2 separate regions of the Danio rerio genome follow, and region 1 is linked to region 2. A link is a contact called in public Micro-C data. All regions are on one chromosome and are shown on one strand. Each heading gives the region's core, a stretch centred on a gene start, on an enhancer-like site or on the middle of the called end of the contact. The rest is flanking DNA. Distances are from core to core; before and after follow the strand shown. Region 1 holds the start of tanc1a (tetratricopeptide repeat, ankyrin repeat and coiled-coil containing 1a). Region 2 overlaps wdsub1 (WD repeat, sterile alpha motif and U-box domain containing 1).

Region 1 (4,332 bases), core at 120-2,619, 180 kb before region 2:
GGCCTAGCCATATATTCGTTCATTCCAGCTTAATAATCAAGGAATCTGGCTGCTGTCCTATGGCTGCAGCAGGCACAATGATATTACGCCTGTGAAAGCACATTGGTTACACTTAGCCGATTTTCGGGCGCTGCATATACTGTAAAAAAAAAAAAAAAATATATATATATATATATATATATATATTAGGATAAAAAAGTGAGAACATAAATAGACAGACATATAGATAAATAAATGTATAATTATTTTTGTTTACTTTGGATTTATTAGTTCTACATTTAGCTATATTAATTAAAAGGATATGGATATAAAATGGATATATTTTTGTAAGATCTTTATGAAAACTTTTAGTTTTAAAAATTTTGATTAGATAAAGAGAATATTCTATAATATTTGTTAATAAATTGAGTTTTTCGTGTTCTAGAAATTATCAGGACAAATATAGTAAATATATTAGTAAAATGAATAACTCTTTAGAGTTAGGTGTCATTAGATTTTTTGGTTGATATTTCATTGTTGGTTCTTATGTACAGTATGATGCATCTCAAAGGTGTTATATACAGTAACAAAGGTGTTATCAAATTCTTAAATTAAAACCAAATAAAACTAGTAATAAAGACAATGGTTTTTGTTGTTTAAACTTATGGGTTTGAGATGTTTGATGGTGCATGATTCATTTCTTAATTATGGGCTTATATTTATTTATCAGGAAACTGTATAATACAACTTAAAATACAGTAAAAGAAAACAGTTCTTTTACACAATATTCATATTAGATACACAGGGTCTAAGCAAAACCAAAAAAGTACATTAAAAATAATTAAAGGAAATGATAATGCAAAAAAAAAAAACAATTAGCATGAAGGATCTCATTATATTTACTCAAGAAAGAAGCACATTTCTTATTATCAATTAATCTAAGTGATTTGATTAATTTTTCTATTTCACATAGGAAGTCTATAAAATATTTTTTTTAGGAACCTTTGTTTGTGAAAGTCAAATTTCCCAGCAAGTATAAGCATATTCACAGTGGCTTCTAACAACTTGTTTTGGTTTTCAAAATAACAAATAACAAGCAATATGAACTTAAATCATTCTAAAACAATGATTATATACTGCATAAAAAACAAGTGACAAATGTCTTCACACTCATTCATACAAAAGGTTCAAATATCAGTAACATCACAATATTTGGATGTGCACTACATGGGTAAAGTTTATATTTATTTTAAAAACTTGTGTAAGTATGACATGTTTCAGTCAGAGGTGGGAGGCGTGTTTATACTGCGCTGCCTGCTCTGATTGGCTGACTCGTCAGAGGGAGGAGTTGAAGGAGCGGGTTCCTTCACTCACGCCTTCACTCCAGTTGGAAAGTTGTACTGGCTAAGAAACGCGTGTGTAAGGACGACATTTAGCGGTATCTCAGTCAAAACAGGTAAGTTTTCGCCAATTTTTTAATTCTGAATTTATCTTTGTACTATAAACAATTAATAACTGACAAACTTGTTCGGTTCTGCTCTTGTTAGGTTACTATAAAGCGGCGTCCGACAAACACCTAAATAACGTAACGTTACTGTATCAAACATGCAAGATTTCTTTATTGATTTTACAGTTGTTGTTTTTCTAAACTCAGTTTAGTTTAATACATGAAGTTTACCGTTTCAAATTAGACTTCAACCTTGTTTGTGTGGTCTGTCATTCTCATGTCTGTTGTTGAAGCAGTGTTGATCATAATATGTACACAAACAGTTGAATGTTTTGCAATGCTGTGATATCATATTAAGCCATTGACTACTTTTTTTCCATTAAGAATGTGGTTTTTGACCACTCAAAATTGTAAATTGACCACAATACTGTAAGGCTAAATGGAAAGGAGGTGGACATCTCATTTGGATGTTTTGGATAAAATTGCTTTATTAACCATTTCAATGTGGTCATGTCATTGGCCCATGAACAATTCCTGCTAGTTATCAAACTATTTCATAGCAGTAAACAAGAGGCAGTTCAATCAAAACTTAATATTAAAACAGCTATTGTGGCATTATTTATCAATATGTGGCTCTTTTTAAATTCTCAAAAGCTATAGAAATTAAAAATGTATAGCATGAAATAAGTTTGCACCATTGTTTTTGATTACATCCCTCAAATTGGTCTATATTTGCACATTTTTTCAGTCACAACTTGTGACACGTATGGAGTTAGATTTAGTTTTTTACCAAGACCTTAAAAAAAAAGCAGTAATCACAATACTATGAATCTGTGGTATTATCCAAGCTTATCATAGCGTCAGAATCTTATACCGGCCCATCTCTAAATATTTTGTTTTTCTAAATGCAATGTGCCTTATTTTGGTCAAAAACTTCATAAGTTTGTTTAAATAATAAAGGCATACATTGAAAAATAAAGGCATACCCTGGCATACATTGGTTAAAAACCTTTTAACCCGCAAGCAAAGAAGATTCTAGATGTGCAATAAATGACAGCAGAAGAGAGTGTGCAATGAAAATTGTGGTAACTGCATTATAGGGCAATAGTTTATTTTTTTGCATTCCAAATTATTTTAATATCATTGACATTGACATTTTAAGCCCCACACGTTATTTAATTATATGGTTGTTTTTTTATTTGCAATCTTTTATTTTTTAATTGCTGTGTACTTAATTTTTTCCCAGTGATGAGTTGCGGCTGAAAGGGCATCCGCTGCGTAAAACATGTGCTGGATAAGTTGGCGGTTCATTCCGCTGTGGCGACCCCGGATTAATAAAGGGACTAAGCCGAAAAGAAAATGAATGAATGTACTTAATTTTCCCCTAAAACTAAATAATTTTGATTGAATAATAAAGAAACAAATCTAACTCCATAGACATTTACTATGGTACTTTAAATATTCGGACTGAAATCACATATAAATATGACTTTAAAACAAAATTTGCACTATTTAATTGACTGTGATCAATGTTGTACTTTGATAGTCGATGACTGCTAATATGATTTCACTATTTAGAATTTGCGAATAATACTTTTCTTTGTTATATTTTTAAAGAGAAAGTCCAAATATGAGAATATAAAACCAAATTTTCCTTAATATATGGATCTTTAAATCCACAACTTGAAGCCTGAGAGTTTCTTTACACACACACATGCTGCTGATTTTGGAAAAATGTGATGTATGACTTTCCATACAGGGTCACCGTGAGCCAACTGACACTGAACAGGTGTGCACACATTTGACAAAGTAATGGAATGTGTTTGTTGTTGCATTTGTAAAGGTCAGCTGAACCAAGACTGTGGCCATTTCTTCATGCCTGTTTGCTATTAAAACCATGCATTTTTTTCTGGTCTCTTTTCAACACCGTAGCCCCCGAAGCCTCTTGATTCAGTTAGTTAATGTTTTCAGTTCAGTAGACGTCTGTTATTGCTGCCCTCGGCCAGAAAGTAATCAGATCACTTGCGGTAAGCAGAGTAGGATTTCATTTTTAAAGCTCGCTGCCATTGTTCTGATCACCGAATCTGTTTGTTGCACGCTCTATTGAACCCTATCGAATTATATTGAATTTTGCAAAAGCAAGCGCGCGGACCACATGCCTTGTGGGTGTTCGTGAAAGAAGATATTGTCCTTATCCTGCTGCTTAATCCTTACTGGTCCTTCAGTGATTTTGAGCATTCCTAGTGCTGTATTCATAACAGCTGTATGAAGAGGTCAGGGTGCGTGCAGTATTGTGCGACGTCTTCATTTAGGACAGCATAATTGTTGCTTAATTAAGCATATCACTATACTTCAGGCTGTGAAACCTCTTCTTTCATAGTAGATTGCAACAGTTGGTTTTTCCAAGTAAAGTTCCCTTTGTTTTAGGGCTGGGAGATTTGGCCTAAAATCAAAATCTCGATTTATTGAACATTTTAACTCGATTATGACTAATGAACAATTTTTTTGTTTATTTGTTTTATTTTTGTTCATAGTTCACTGACAGGTTTTGTACAGTAACTAAGCTCACATATAACAGGTCAGAGTCAGAGATTTGTGAATGAAGAGTGCATTATTCATTCATTCATTTTCTTGTCGGCTTAGTCCCTTTATTAATCCGGGGTCACCACAGCGGAATGAACCGCCAACTTATCCAGCAAGTTTTTACGCAGCGGATGCTCTTCCAGCCGCAACCCATCTCTGGGAAACAGAGACACACACATTCACACACACACACACACACACACGGACAATTTAGTCTACCCAATTTACCTGTACCGCATGTCTTTGGACTGTTGGGGAAACCAGAGCACCCGGAGGAAACCCATGCGAAGGCAGGGAGAACATGCAAACTCCACACAGAAACG
Region 2 (4,346 bases), core at 912-3,411:
ATGCCTGGATTTCATAAATAGCCTTGCAAATACGAACACAGACTGTATTTGAAGTATTTGGAAGTCATTCACGTTTTCCTCATGTAGAAAAATGTATTTAGTGGCTTAATGTGTTACAACAGTGTTTTTAAAAGACTAAACACTTTATTGATATAGGGCGTACTCACACTATGTACAGTTGCCTCGAACCGGACCAAAGCACTCCTGTCTCCCCCGACGGCCCGTACTCACATTACAATCGGGCCTGGGCACGCTTACATCATCGATGATGCGCTGTTCAGTAAGCGCTCTCGCTCAGCACAGTGGAGATTTCTCTAGTTATATCAATTTAGTCCTTAGGGATGAGGTGAAACGCAGTCAGATAGTTCGCCGAACAGATCAGCCACTTTTGACGCTCATAAACAATCATAAAGTCCTCGTGCTGCAGGAATTAGGAGGTTTGCTGAAGGTGCGCAGCTGTCGTGCAGAGAGTATTTAATAAACTACAGCAGTTCCCTTAAAAGTCACGTCTCCCTTTCAGTTTCGGGCATTGGCGTGTTTTGAACTCTCACACAAGTGTACCGTGCCAAAGCCCAAGTGAACCATGCTGAGCCCGATTCAGCGCACTCACACTTCTCAAGCAATCTGGGAAACGGGCCTGGGCAGGGTACGGATAGCATAGTGTGAGTAGGGCTATAGTGTACAACCAAGCACAAGTGGTCGGAACACAAGCGAGTCGCAAGTAATGAAGTATTAATTGATTCTCCCAAAGATAAGTGTGTCTTTAGCTCCACTCAGGCTCTGCCTCTTTGCCCTTATTTGGTTACCCCCAGTTGGAGCGATGACGCACGAACAAAATGGGGCCGGTTGGCCACACCCACTTGCAGCATTATATGCGCTTATAAGAAACCTATGGGTGACGTCACGGATACTACGTCCATACCTTTTACAGTGTATGGAATGAATGTTTTCTGGTATTGTTTGGTTTAAATGATTTTAAAATCATTTAATCTCTACTAAACTAATTACAGAAATAAAACAAATAAGACCTTGTCCAGAACACAGAGACAATTTACTCTAAAACAACCATATTTTATAAAAGGGTACTTCAGAATAGGAGTGATCCATATTTATATAAACTAGGGCTGCGCGATATTGGGAGAATCTAATATTGCGATATTTTGCAAGTCTGTGATGAATATTGCAATATGAATACAATTTGACCAGATGACTTGAAAATATATTTGGAAAGGTTGTGTAATTGTTGGGACTGGGATGATTTAGTTGATGTGTACGTCTGCATAAAATCTAATAAACAAAGTAAAAGCCTAGTTAAATACAATAAAGAAAAAAGTTACAATCGCTAGCTATCTATCTAGCATTTCTTTATTAAGGTTACTAATGGAGCAATCCTAACAGTCATAGGCCTCTAAATCATGTGCAAACTGTACATTATATTCCTCAACATTGATATATAATAGACTCAACATTGCATATCTTGCAACGTGACTACTGCCATCGTTTACATTGCGATATCGATGCTGAACCAAAAAATTGTGCAGCCTTACTATAAACTCTACAACGCAATGCATTTTGAATATGATTTGAAGGCTCAGTTGTGTGTTAGTAACTCACCCTGTGCACTGCTGCCTTCCTCCATCCTCCAGATATTGACGCTTTTGTCCATGGAGCCTGTGGCGATGAGAGGGGCCGTGGGGGAAAATGCACAGGCAGTCACATACCTACCCAAAAAGAGTGATCAGTAACTTATACTGAGAGTTTTAACCCTTAATAATCAACACTCCGAACTCACCTGTCATGCTGGTGAAGTGTGTAAAGTAAGACGCCTTCATCCTGCAAAGGAGAAGTCATTATTATTTTTAATGTAAACCTTATGCTAATGACATCCAAGCGGGCTGAGCTGTCAATCCTCTTTTATTTTTGTTGGTTGGACAGAAATATGTGATGATGAATATGAATGAGACTCACAGCTTGATACACGGTGACGGTCTTATCCACTGATCTGTGGGGAAAGAGAAAGTGACATTTAAAAGGCGTTGAGTCAGACAGGCTCTCTGTGGCCTTTATGTGCAGTAAAATCGAGAGTCTGTCTGTCTGCTGACACACAGCGGATGAACAATCCATTTCATCAGAGTGTGTTATTTAGCAAAAAGACGTCAGCAGCACCGCCGCGCATTCATCGTTTGTGCTTCACACTGCTGACGTCTGTGACGGCAGAGCACCACCCAGCGGAAAACAGAGGAACTGCGAGCTAGAGTTTGGTGGCGTTTTCTGGATAAAATTAGAAGGATAGTTCACCCAAAAATGAAAATTCTCCCCATTTACTCAGCCTCAAGTAGTTCCAAACCTTTAGCAATTACTTTATTATGTTGAACACAAAAGTATTGACTTTTATTGTAGGAAAAACAAATACTAACAACAACAATTATCCATAAAAAACAAAAAAAGTCAGTGGTTACAGGTTTCCAGCTTTTTTCAGGATTTCTTCTTTGGCGTTTAGCAGAACAAAAAGGCTTATAAAGATTTGAAATAAGGGCGAGTAAATTATGACAATTTTCATTTTTGGGTGAACTATCTCGCTACTAAAGTTCAATAGGTTGATAGATTGTCTTAAGAAACTATTTTTGTTGTGCTGGTTAAAAGTCTCTTTACATTCTGATAGCAATCATTAAATTATATATTTAGATGTTTGTTTTTTTTTTAATATTGATTGGAAAGTGTAGAACCAAGAAAAGTTTGTCCGAATCAAAACATTTGGCCTGAACATTACGATGGGCTGTCCAACCTCCCTATCAAAATATGCATTTACCTCTGCGCATCCAGCTCATAAAGAAAGGATTGCATCATACTGTAGTTTTCTACAATTATAAGGTATAACATACTACAATACACCACATCTTACTGTAGTAAAACTAAAATATACTACAGTATTTTTTACAGTTGAGTTTATTAGTTATAACACACAACAGTTGTTTTTCATTTAAATTGCTGAATTTTGCAGAAAGGTGAAAAGTTTGTATCCCCAGTCATTTGGCTGATAAATGGACAAGCGTAGATTAGGCATAGGAGTCAATTAAAATATTTACAATGAGTAACGGATGGTCTATTTTTAATTTACTTTTAGGCTTCTTGTACATACAAGCCCCTAATTTACAGAATAGAGAGTGTTACTGCAAATTGTTGGTCTATGGAGGACGAAACCTGCAAAATTAAAAAAATATCCAATAAATGAAATAAATCCATAAATTCCAGCATAAATAAAATAAAAAATAAATAAAATAAATATGCAAATACATAAATAAATACATAATACAAAAATTCCTGCATGAATAAATATATAAACAATTAATGGTGCGGGCATGTAAACAATTAAATAAATTACACAAAAGTTGAGGAATAGGAAAATGCTCAACTGAAACTTAATTTTTTTCCCCTTTCAAACCTTTATTCAGTCTTGAATGTAGTTTCGTATTTACTTTTCCTCAGGTCAACATGCTAATGAGCAGGTGCCTATCAATCATCAGAAGGTGGTTTTTATGCCATCATTGGTTGGTCGTTAGAAAAGTTTTGCACTCGATTTTTTGACTGGCTTCTGATGATTGACATATCTCATTAGCAAGTTGATTTATAAGTTCTCATTAGCAAGTTTTGTCCTTCATATTGTTCATGTGTTGATGCTAAAGTGTAGATCTGTAGACCAGACATTTGCATTTAGCATGTGTGTTCACACAGCTTTTATTTATTTTTCCCATCACTGGTGAAATTGTATGCTGTTTCTTCCTTAAGGCATGTTTTAGGAACAGGTTTTAGGGCAGCACTTTCAAGCTACTGGTCTGACAATGGAAAAAAACAGCATTGTTTTGGCCTTGGTGCTTAAGTCTAGTTCTGTAATGTAATTATCTGTTTTCATCCACACATTTGTATGCCATTTTGGAATACTGCATTAAAAATGCTTAATGGAAATAGAAAGAGTTTTTTTTTTATTTGATAAGAAATAAATGTGCCTAAACTATAATGGAAACACATTTACTAAATAAATACCAGCATGCGCATCAAAAAAGTCATGTTATTTTGTTTTAACAGATCATGTTGTAACAAGTGTATGGGATGGTATTAATGAATAAGCAAGTGGACCGACCACATTGCAAAACATCTGAATTGTTGTTTCAAGAAATCACACTTAGCTGATGATTGATTATAAAGCTTGTTTGTCAAGCTGTTCAGGAGAGAGCCCTGAGCTCATAAGATCCTCGTGCCCCTGGCTCCCTCCCATTTGCAAGAGGGGAGTTTGAGCTCAGGTAGATCTCGAGAACTCCCCTGCTGTATTAGCTAATGAACAGATAGTG

Evidence for each region. A called contact is a pair of places that touch in the nucleus more often than the background predicts.
Region 1: a Micro-C map of caudal fin shows a contact between it and region 2, with 10 times the contacts expected there. The contact joins the promoter of tanc1a here to the enhancer-like site in region 2. A contact is called at or near these places in 3 of 18 Hi-C or Micro-C datasets (caudal fin, hematopoietic stem cells and an unstated tissue).

What each region holds. Positions count from the first base shown.
Region 1 is chr6:13,157,852-13,162,183 of GRCz12tu, reverse strand. tanc1a (tetratricopeptide repeat, ankyrin repeat and coiled-coil containing 1a) reads left to right here and starts at 1,369. Exons shown (of 27, transcript XM_005165845.5): 1 at 1,369-1,435.
Region 2 is chr6:12,975,821-12,980,166 of GRCz12tu, reverse strand. It overlaps wdsub1 (WD repeat, sterile alpha motif and U-box domain containing 1), which reads right to left. Exons shown (of 12, transcript NM_001077769.1): 5 at 1,969-2,002; 6 at 1,793-1,833; 7 at 1,615-1,721. Among named protein-coding and RNA genes, the nearest start is that of wdsub1, 9.5 kb to the right of the region's middle. Within about 2 kb of position 2,161, at least 15 of the 62 cell types and tissues checked have an H3K27ac peak or open chromatin away from gene starts, as enhancers often do.